Regions from separate parts of the Triticum aestivum genome. Here region 2 is linked to region 1. A link is a contact called in public Hi-C data. All regions are on one chromosome and are shown on one strand. Each heading gives the region's core, a stretch centred on a gene start, on an enhancer-like site or on the middle of the called end of the contact. The rest is flanking DNA. Distances are from core to core; before and after follow the strand shown. Region 1 has its middle 140 kb from the start of LOC123100555. Region 2 has its middle 150 kb from the start of LOC123098976.

Region 1 (5,655 bases), core at 1,549-4,048:
ATCAGTCGAACACCGTGTAACATCATCCCTAAAATAAGTAGTTCATCAAGCACAACGACGTCTCAAACCAACCTCTTGCACGGCGGCGAGGATGTCAGCTGGATCCATTTTGTCCGATGACCAACGCGCTGACGGCGTGACGTTGCTGGCCGGCCGAGGCAGGTGTCGACGGCGTCAGGATGGTGGCCGAGATCATGGGTGGGCGGCCATCTGGGCGACGGCAAAGGAACGCGGCGGCAGCAGCAACGGCACCGGGGCACGCGCGACGGCCTGTTTGGGCGACGACGTGGAGACGCGTGGCGACTACGTGGAGACGGGCGGCGACATAGAGACGGGCGGCGACGTGGAGACGGCGTGGATGCGTTTGGGGTTTGGGGTTACGACTGTGGGCGTCGGCGGATCCCGTGACGTTTTTTTCCATAACTATCGACGCCAATGTGGAGACGTGCGGGCGTACAGTAGCGACTTACAGCGACACGTGCGGCATACGCGTGCGGGCGTACAGCGACGGGTGCGGCATACGCGGGCAGGCGTATGACGTCGCGCGCATACGTACGGCGTCGGGTGGGTATTCCTATACCTAATGTGAAATGACCATCCTGTCCATTATACGTTTTAGGGGGCTTGTCCCGAAGCACTCCCCATTTTAAAAAGGTAGCAGTGGCGGATGCTATTAATAACCGGTCTCCTATTTCAACTCAACAGTTGTGGGCATTGTCCATCACCCGCCCTCATAAATTTTTCCTAATTTCTTCACGGGTGATGAACGGCAGTGGCGGGCCGCATGGGCACGCTCGCCACTGGTGCCTGCCAAATCAGTGACGAACTCTATGCAGTGCCTGCCACAGCTATATTTGGGCGACCCGCGTCCAAATTTTTCAAATTTTCCAAGAGTTTTGCAGTGGTGGTCGTAAACAAGCACTCATCACTGCTACATTCTTCTAAAATCCTTCGCGGGCGAATAACAGCAGTGGAGGGTACTCTCTCTCGCCCATCACAGCTGTGCACGCCCTTATCCACCTGCCCCTCGGACCCGCAGCCACTCACACCTTATCCAGACACACAAGTCTCTTTCTAATTCTCGCTCGCTTCACCACCGTTGCTGTCGTCGTGGCATCCTCCACCGTCGCGGTCACCGTTCGCCGCCTCGAACGGCGTCACTGAGCCAATGATCCCCGTCGCCCATGCCATTCGTCGCCAACTCGGTCTTTATTGCCCTCGCCGTCCGCCGCCGCCTCCAACATCCTCCCAGCCACCATGTCCCGCGCCATCCGCTGCCTCAAACATTGTCAGTTTCCCCCCGTCAACCTCACGTCGTCTTCGTCCGCCCCGGTAACCATATCTCAGCTCTCTTATTGTAGATTGTAGTTGTTCTTAGTTACTGTACTTTTACATTAGCAATATTTTGTTATTGTAGTAAAAGTTGATGGCTTTTGTTAGCAATATCTTGTTAGTGTAGTAAAATTTTGTTATAGGATGTACCATTGAATCATTCTAATTAGACGTCTCAAATTTGATGGCTTGTGGTAGAGAATACATACTGCATATTGGCGAACATATAGTATCATATTTTATTCATGATGCAGATATTCATAATGTGTACCAATGTTTTCGCGAAACGTTGGTTAACTTCCGTTTCGCTTAATTTTTGACACTCAATATGTCCAATTTCTAGCAAAGGTCATGCCGATTTTTTCTGTAATTTTTTGAACCTTTTTTGGATGAGCCACTTAAATTTTTTTTTTTCATTCGAGTGGACAATACTCACTCTTAATCCACACACTGATATGTGAGTTGTTTTAAGAGGAGGACACCGACTGTTGTCGTAGCGGTCGTCCTTCTTCTTCTTTTCCTCACCTTGATAAAGTAGGAGGAGAAGGTGAAGGACGACTATCACCGACAGCTGAAATAACAGTGAGTGCATGAGTGTACATCATATATACAACCACTTGAGAGATGAAGAACGGACATCACCGACAGTCAAAATAACAGTGAGTGGGTGAGGGTACACCATATATACAGGAACTTGAGAGATGGACCGACCTTTTTTGTAGGGGGTCATTCTTCTCCCTCTTCCTCCACAGCATCCCCAATGCGCCCACTTAGTCTGAAGTTTTATTTGAGATTGCATGCAAACTACTACCTCTATAAACTTTTATAGGATCCTTTTGGTCACTACTTGGAGTAGTTTGTAAAGAAACAAAACTTATGCAAACTGGACCACGAGTGGCAAAATCTTGGCATGTATTGAGACATCATCATTGCGTCGACGTAATCAGTTCGTTCTATATATGATTTCCATACTATTGCTGGCAATGACTATTAACTAAGTTGTTGGGACTTGATTAACACGAACTGTTCGTGCGAGCGAAAGGTAAAAGTAATGAAGCCGACAGCGGATGTTGTTAATGCATCCATGAGGTCGCCATTAATCCTAGCTAGCTAGATGGCCTGAGCCGTCAGGCACCAACGCGTGCATAGCCACATATAGAAAAAAGATCGATGGATCTTTACCAGCAAACAAATAGAGTACTAGAGTACTCCTACTAGCTAGAGCATCACAATGTCTATGGTGCGGGTTCCATATGCTGAGAGTTGCCAAGCTGACGTGCATGTGGTGTGACCGTACGTCAGGTCCCATCTCCATTTCACCTAGCTGAGGTAGATAGCTACTCTCAACTTGTCCGGTTCCTAGTTACTACACAGATGGCCAGATGGGCATACTGCATACAGCACTACTCGAAGATGGGATGTCTTTTGGCCGCTTACTGGGTGGGTTACCGGCTGTGTAGGTGGACGTTGCCATTGCTGTTCGCCTTGTGGGGATCGATACCGATCGCTGATCAGCTACTAGTGATTGGTCCAGGTCAGGGGCCCTCGTCGTTCGTTGTCACTTATCACTGTCTCACGTGGCACGTCCAAGTCGAAGAAAGAGGCCCGGGGAGCGAATATCAATTAATTTTATATCTGGCCTTCATTAAAAGCATCTTGGAAAAATTACAAAAGGTCTCTAAAAATAATTCTTTTAGGCCTCTCAGTCTTAAGGGCGTGCACCTGACACTACAATGCTTCAAAAAATTATTTTCTATCGCATATATTTCAATAATATTTATATTCCAATTTCAAAGTCAAATGTAACATATGGTCAAAACAAACTAAAATTATAGATAAAACATGAAGGTACATGAAGAAACTATTTCACCGAACTCTTTCGAGAGTAAACCAATGGGGCACCGGTGCGGAGGAGACCATGCCGGCGGACTAGGATTGCGCCATGGTGCACGACGGGCTACAATACCTCGAGTTAGCCGTGACAGAGAAAGCATGTTAACAACCTTGGCGCACAATGGTCATGAGGTGCCACGGCTTGGGGAGGCGCACACATGCGGGGAGGGCAGACACGCATTGGGGGATGCATTGGTGAGGTGGGGCTGTAGACCAGTTAGGGCGGTGTGGGTTAGAGGGCCCCTCCTCGTACATACGTAGCCTTGTAAAAGCTAGGCCCAAGCCCACCCCACCCTGGTGTGAGACCGATCATGGACCACATTCATTTTTCCTGGGTTTCTAATGGGGGGAAATGGGCTTCCAACAATGGCCCATCAGCCACCAGAGCACTTGAGTAGAGGTTGCGAGGCCACTGGCAAATACCTGTTCTAGCACCGCGCCTAGGAGCTTGGAGCAGGACTGGAATACACTTGCCTTTTTGTTGTGTGTGGCTACCTCATCTACGGAGACAAGAAGCGCATGCATGGATGTGGTTTTGACATAAGCATTAGGATGCATGTGTTGGTACATAAAAAAAGAGTGTACTCATCCCCGTCCACAATTACATAGAAATTGCCCCTCTTTTCTCTAGACGGTGGCCTGCCTTCAGACCGGGAGAGAAAACACCGGACGAGTGTCTGCTCAGAGAGCAGACTTGCCACCTTAAAGATTCCAAAATTTCTCCAAGCAAATCAAGCAGATCAATGAAGAATTTGCAGTTATTACCAAGAAAGGGGACAAAGCGGTGATCCTTCTTCGAAACATTGGCAATACCTGAAGAATTTATCTGAGAAGTGAGGTTGTAAGAAGTGCCCCTAACCAGCAAGGCAACCTGTCTATATGAGTCTGGGAGGATGGTTGATAGGCAGAAAGGGTTGAGGAGCCAAGTGTTCTCGAACCTGAACTAGCGCGGGCTAGTAATGGTAGTTGTGGCGATGTTGAGGAGGGACGTGATCGGAGGTGGGGGTGGGGGCACTAGGTTAGGGTGAAGTTGGGGGTGTTGAGTTTCGGTTCTTGTTCAAGATGCTGGGATCAAGCTAGGAGGATGAGGGGATGGGGCGGGGGGGTCATGATTCTTTGTTCACGTGAAACAACGGTCGAGCAAGGGACGACATATATATAGGGAAAATACTTCCTACCACCTGGGGTACTTACCCTCATATCTCATATATTATCATGTAGTAGTATATATACTACTTTATCATTGTAAGTATCACTACTGCAGGTTGCTGCTAACGCGACACTACGATCAGAGACCCTTCGATGAAATTGTGTGCAATGCAATAATCACAAACGGTGGTGTAAAAAACCCGTCAAAAAAGGTGCAAAACGTTTGCGATGGCGGATGCATCAAACACAGTTCAGATTTTAGTTGCGTGTGCGATGTACGGCATATAGTTTAGTTCAATTAACTGTTTGCGATGCGGAGGAACAAAAGAAACGGGCGGCTAGATGAAGGTGTGTGCGATATAAAACATACGATTCACTCGGATGAACTGTTTGTGATTAGACAACACAAAAGAAACGGTCAGCCAGATCAAGGTGTGTGCGATATACGGCATGCGGTTCACTCGGATGAATTGTTTGCTTTGAGCCACGAGAACAGAAACGGTTCAATATAGCAAGATGTGTGTGATACGCGACAAACAGGTCTGCAATCAGAAATGTGTGGGAAGACTGATAATAACAAAGACGATTGCTGCTAATAAGCCGTGTGTGCTGTGGGCAAACGCTTGGCGGCATACAATTGTTAGCGATTGATGCAATCATCACCGACGGGTTCCCCAGTATGGTCCGTGTGCGATGTCATTGCATACAGAACAACAGCATATGTACTTATAACTTATAAGGACTTGATTTCATAAACAGATTGAACATCCAATTACATATGTGGCTAGTACACACATGACCTTTGCACACACCAAAGTACGTTCCAAAATGCCTAGGGAACTCAAATAATGTATAAAAAGGCAAAACGAACCGTGAATAATTTCACATTTTTAGGACGACGCTACTATAGTTGCATGTTGCCTCTGTAAAATAAATCAAGGCGGGAAGAGACAGCGTATGTCGTTTCGCACACATAGGTGACAAGGTCCCTCTCGGCACCATGAGCCTTTTTGAGAGAAGCTCCAGTTTGTAAGAAGTTTGTACTAAAACTTGTCCCAAATTGGACTAATTTTTTAGCACAACATGTTGGTGCTATGACATAACACCATGCCAAGTTTCATGATTTTGAGGGGAGTTTTGGATTTATAGTAATTTTAAAACCAGGTTTCTCAATGTTTACTGTCGAGTCGGCACCACCCTGGATAGGCTTTTTCCTCGTGGCTCCCAAATGATAAATCCAAATCTGTCACTACCATGCAGCTTTTCTTATTAAGAATTACA
Region 2 (5,782 bases), core at 237-2,736, 440 kb after region 1:
GAAAGCTGAGAACTTCTAAAAAAAAACTACAAGCTGAGAACCAAGGGAATAAACAATCCTGGTGATAACACAAAATTCTCCCAACACATACCTGTATGGTTATATATTGGTCACCCAAGTGAAAAGTCGAGAAACAGAAAATTGATCACCTGTATGGTTAGATGTGGCCACCGGTTTGTCGTCGCATCTACGGCATATATGCTTTTGTCCTAGCATATATTTGGCGCTATGAGCATAGTGACATTTAATTTCTTCTTTCCGCAACAGTGACATTTCCTCTTCCTTTATTGACATAAGCAAAGTGACACTTCCTTTTGAAAAATAATCTCCTTTTATTATTGGTTTTGAAAATTATTTAGCTCAAAGAACTATAAAGTGTTCAAGCCCTCCGTTCTTTGCATCAAGGATGCACATAGCCAACAAAACCACAATCTAGAATCAACGGAATAAGCCGGGGATAAAACAAAATTTTGCTAAGTAACAAGAGGAAGTGAAAAGTTGAGAAAACAGAAACTCCATCACCTAAGTACCAAACACATACTTGTTTTACATTGCATTATGGTAGGAGGACTTGCCGTAGGATGCGGTTAGATGAACACGAACCCGGACGCCACATGCGCATCGGAGACTAACGCCACCCAAGACCTTGCCCTGGCATCCAGAGACGTAGACTGTGAGCCATGGCAGCGTAGGCACTAGCAAAGGGAGAGAGGAGATGGAGATGGAGAGAATGTCGAAGCAGACATTGAGTCCGGTGACCGTGCCTAGGCTGGTGGACAATGATTTGGCGACGGTCCTGATTTGCCACTAGGGTGTTGTCGGTGTGTCTCTTCTCGTATTATTGGCCACACGGGAGGGAATGGGCAAGAGAGAAGGTGATGCCTCATGTGGGTTCTTAATGATGTCCATGATACACTTTGAAGGTTATATGGATGTTATAGATGTAGACATCAACTACACTCACAAATTAAGCGGATTTGTTTGTGTATGTTACATCACCAAGAGCACAAAACTAAAGCAAGTACGTGCAGCAGAGAGACCTGACGGTGTAGATCCTACTAGTGTCACCACTTAGACCACTTTTGGAGATCTGCCAAGCTTTATATAGAAAGTTTGAGATGTTAGTACAACGCACAAGATACTCCACCAATCGATCTTGCCTTCTGGCCGGTCTATCAGTTAATGACTAGACACGATTGATCTAATTTAATCATGTCAAAGACGAAGAAAATATACAGCAGCAGCTAGCTAGAATTCTTGCATCCTTTGTCGTTTTGGTTGCGGCCGTGGCATCATGGGAGGCGAAAGCGGCAACACGTTAACACAGCTCTGATGTGATATGAGTCGATGGCATAATGGCTGCAGTGTCCTTTGTCCCTACTTTTCTTCTCTGGAACTTCTGTCCTCTACTTGACTGGTCCATACCGATACAAAAGGTGACCAGGACGCATCAACGAGACAACGACGACAACCAATAATCGACGCCTTCGTTTACATTGAGCAGCAATATTCATCGACCATGACATGAGTGGTGTATGAGGGTTTGGACTGTTCTCTAGACGCTCCCTTTCTACGCATTAAATGATGACACAGTTCTTTTGATAGCTTAAAAATAAGTTGTCCCCGGCTTCTTTCATAAGTCACCTTCCCTAATTGTTGGGGCGTATGAACTCATTATCCCACAACTACCCCATAAGCTTCAGCAAATGGGAAAAGGCTTATGGGAGAAGCCGGAAAGCGTGGCTTATTTTTTTAAGCTGTCAGAAGAACTAGGCTAGAAACCGCTAAAACACGACTAGTCGGTCCAGTAGGGTGCTCCAATCTGCTCTTGATCTGAAGAAATCCACCTGTCCACAAAAGACCCACTTTTAACTGTTTTTTTTTCTTTTGTAAATGCAAAACAAACTTCAGGCCCTCATGTAATTATAAGAAGCCCCTTTTCAGCTAAATAAATTACAAAGAGGACCTCTTAATGACTAGAGAATTTACGAACGATAGGCTGGACTTTACAAAAAATAGCGTGAAAACCCTAGATTTTTTTGTAAATTGTCCTTGAAAAATTACAACATATCATGGGACACAAAAATAATAACTAAATTATTGATAAGAACAGTTCAAAATCATGGATAAAAAAATACTATGAAAAATGACCACATCATTTTAAAAGTACTTGAACACTGTTCATGTTTACGAAAAATGGTCATGGTTATAAAATGTTCAGGTATTTACAAGTATTATTGTTTATAAACCAAAAATGTTCATACAATTAAAAAAAATTTCATGCTTTTTAAAAACCATCATATAATTTAATATTTTTTTGACATTAAAAAGTGTTCACAAGCTTTAAAAATGTTTGCATTTTCTTAAACTATTAATATGTGTAAAAATAATTTCTTACATTCCAAATATTGCTCACTCATTAAATAAATGTTCATATGTATAAAATTTCGATATTTATTTAAAAGGATATGTTAAGAACTGTTAATAATATATTAAAAAATAAAAGCATAATTAAATAAATATAAATATAAATATGGATTTATCGAAAAAATTAATGTAGTAAAATCCTTCTCATGGGTCGGCACACGTAGCGGTTGGTTGTACCGCACATGCGCTGGCTCAACTCAGGCTTCCGCCAGTTTTTTCTTTCTTTTTCCGGTTATGTGTTTGCTTTTTCACGGGTTTTTCTGTTCTTGCTATAATTTTTTTAGAACTCTTTTATTTTTCTGTATATTTTTTTGATTTTATCTTTTTTAATTCTGGGATACTTCGTTAATTTCTAAAGATTTTAAAATTCATGGATAATTTACAAATTCATTAACAACTTGAAAACTCATTGATATTTTCTGAATTCCATGAATTTGAAAATAAAAATCACGTACATTCATTTTCCCTAAAATTCATACACAAATTTCCAATTTAGGAACATTTTTCAAAATTCATGAACATTTTACTAATACACGGACATAATTTTCTAGTTGCAGAAAGCTTTTCTCGCGGAAGTCCACCTTTTCGGTTGCTAGGTCTCATCAACCGAAACTTCAAGTCAGTAGGATAAGGAGGAGGAGGAGGAGCTTTTCATCGAGTGATGATTTTAACATCTGTGCATAATTTTGAAAGTTCAAGAACGTTTTATAAATTTTTTGATTTTTTTTAATTCATATATACTTTTCAAAATTGGGATGAACATTTTTTCTAAAAATAATTTATTTTATAGCATAATTGCTTTATAAAATTTCTGGAATTGTTTTTATGAAATGTTTCTTTCCTGATAAAAATTGGCTAAAATGGTAAAGTCTTACTGTACATGAGCCGTCAACCCATTTTTACCCACCGCTCAACAAACAGACACCGTGATGCCCGACTGGCAAACCGAGTTGGGCCGGCTAAGTCGGGGCTTTTCTTGCTGTTTTGTTGTTCGCTGCTTTTGCTGCAGTTTTTCTGTTGCTTATTGTTATGTTTTTTTGCTATGGTCTTTATATCTTTGTTTTTTTTCTTTAGTTATTTTTGTTTTTATTTTTCAATACACAGTGAATAGTTTTAAAATGCATGGTGAACAATTATTTAATATATGATTAACATTTTTTGAATACACACTAAACATTTTGACAATATATTGAACATTTTAAATATTAGATGAACTTTCCAATTATATGTTGATACGCACTTAATAAATTGAAATTTCCTTAAATATGTGAACAATTTTGAAAAACTATATATGTAACTTTTGAGCATTTTTGTAAATTTTGAGCATTTTTGTATTTTTTTTGTAGTTTTTAAGATTTTTTTCAAAGTTTCAATCATTTAGAAGAAATAATCATCTTCTGAAGAATACAAACAATTTTTTGCAATTGTGAAAAGTTTCAAAAAGCACAAACTTTTAAAAAATCACTAATATTTTTCAAAAAAAATGAACAGTTTTGAAAAAAGTAAAACTAAAAGAACCCGGTAAGGAAGAAACAGGAAAATTACTAAAAAAAGAAAAGAACCGCCCAAAACTTTCTAGAAGGATCGCAAAAAAAATTATGTGAACCATTAATTGGACCGGCCCACTCTTGGGCCGCTGTGTGCAAAAGGCAAAACCTTGTCGCACAGAGTGACAAATACGAGTGACCTGCTCTCTATGTCGTGCGCTCAAAATAGGGGCTTTCTATGGCGATTATACGTGTGTGCAAAATAGGGGCTCTTTATAGCGATTATACGTGTGTGCGTGTGTGTGTGTGCAGGCGCACGTGCCCTCGTTATATGGGCTCAGCCGGCGGAGAACGTTCTGTTGAGAAAAAAAACACGTTGTGCGGTTTGTACCGGACGACTGTACATACGATATCTCTAATTGAGAGGTAACCCTTGCAAGCATTGCCACAAATCCCCCTTGAATTGTGCATCCAAATTGCGAAACCGTTTCCACCATTTTGTTCCTCTTGTCAAGATGTTTGAATGTAGAGGGATTTTTGTTCGGAATTTTTCAACTTTTCAAAATGTGTATTTAGACAATGGGTGCATATGTACCTATGAGCCAGTGCCAATTTCGGCTTCATAGGTTTCAATCTACTCCTTTTCATGCAACTTGGGCTCCCTACTATACTAAACTTCTACTCCCCGCATACTTAACTTGTACTTCCAGTGAATGTATAGTTATGCTCCCCCCATGCAGCGCATTTTTACCCCACATCTCACATACTTGTTCTCTCTGTGCAATGCACTTCTTCTCCACGTATACTGCACTACTTGAGCATTTTTTAAAATTTCAAATAATTTGTAAATTTTAACACTTTAACATGGAAACATTTTCTGACGGATGCGAACAATTTTTTGTTATTGTGAAATGTTTCAAAAGCATGAACATTTTTATAATTTCAAGATTTTCTTTCAAAAATGTGAACATAAAGCAAAAAAATCAGGTAAAGAAGCAATAGGAAAAATAATAATGGACCGAACCTTCTAAAAGGTTTGCAAAACAAATTTTTAGTGAACCATTAATTTGACCGGGCCACTCGTGCATCGCGCTGTGCGAAACGCGGACGCATTGTCGCACAGAGAGACACAGGATGCACAGCACAAGTGCATAGCCGGCGCGGTACATACACACAATGTGATGCATCATAGTACTCCCTCCTGTCCTTTTTACTCTGCATATAAAAATTGTCTGAAGTCAAACTTCATAAAGTTTGACCATAATTATATGAAAAAATATCAACATCTACCATGCTAACATTATACAATATGAAAATTTAAGTCATGATGCATCTATTGATATTGATTTGATATTGTAAATATTGGTATTTTTTTTATAAAGTTGATCAAACTTTACGAGGTTTGATTTTAGACAAATCTTATATGCGAACTAAAAAGGACCGAAGGGAGTACAAGTCAGTACACGAGCGGAAAACCAGCAGCGAAAACCAGGTGTAAAAACCGGGAGCATGGTCCCTGTGTCCTTCCCTCACGAGCAGCCACCTGGCGCACTCCCACGCCAACGCATGTTAGAGCATCTACAACCATGGACAGCAAATTCGATGCCTCAGACGCCCGCGGACACGTCTGGGCCTGTCCGCGGGCACTGACCGGTCACGCCTCAAATTTCTCTCTCCACATTATCCGTTATCTTATATTCATACTAAGCATGCAACGTAAGAGCAACTCTACGTGATCAAATAACACACAACGAAATCGGCATCAAACAGACAAGCAAATGCACATAAACAAACAGTACATCATCCAAAAGATAATCGGAGTTTATTGTCGAACAAGTTCTTAACTTCAACAACTAAACACGATAATA

What was found. A called contact is a pair of places that touch in the nucleus more often than the background predicts.
Region 2: a contact with region 1 is called in a Hi-C map of leaf, with 7 times the contacts expected there. The contact joins two enhancer-like sites. A contact is called at or near these places in 2 of 5 Hi-C or Micro-C datasets (both in leaf).

What each region holds. Positions count from the first base shown.
Region 1 is chr4D:495,422,858-495,428,512 of IWGSC CS RefSeq v2.1, forward strand. No RefSeq gene overlaps it. Among protein-coding and RNA genes, the nearest start is that of LOC123100555, 140 kb to the right of the region's middle. Within about 2 kb of position 2,799, at least 3 of the 8 cell types and tissues checked have an H3K27ac peak or open chromatin away from gene starts, as enhancers often do. A contact at or near this core is called in leaf, where this site is marked.
Region 2 is chr4D:495,863,510-495,869,291 of IWGSC CS RefSeq v2.1, forward strand. No RefSeq gene overlaps it. Among protein-coding and RNA genes, the nearest start is that of LOC123098976, 150 kb to the right of the region's middle. Within about 2 kb of position 1,487, at least 2 of the 8 cell types and tissues checked have an H3K27ac peak or open chromatin away from gene starts, as enhancers often do. A contact at or near this core is called in leaf, where this site is marked.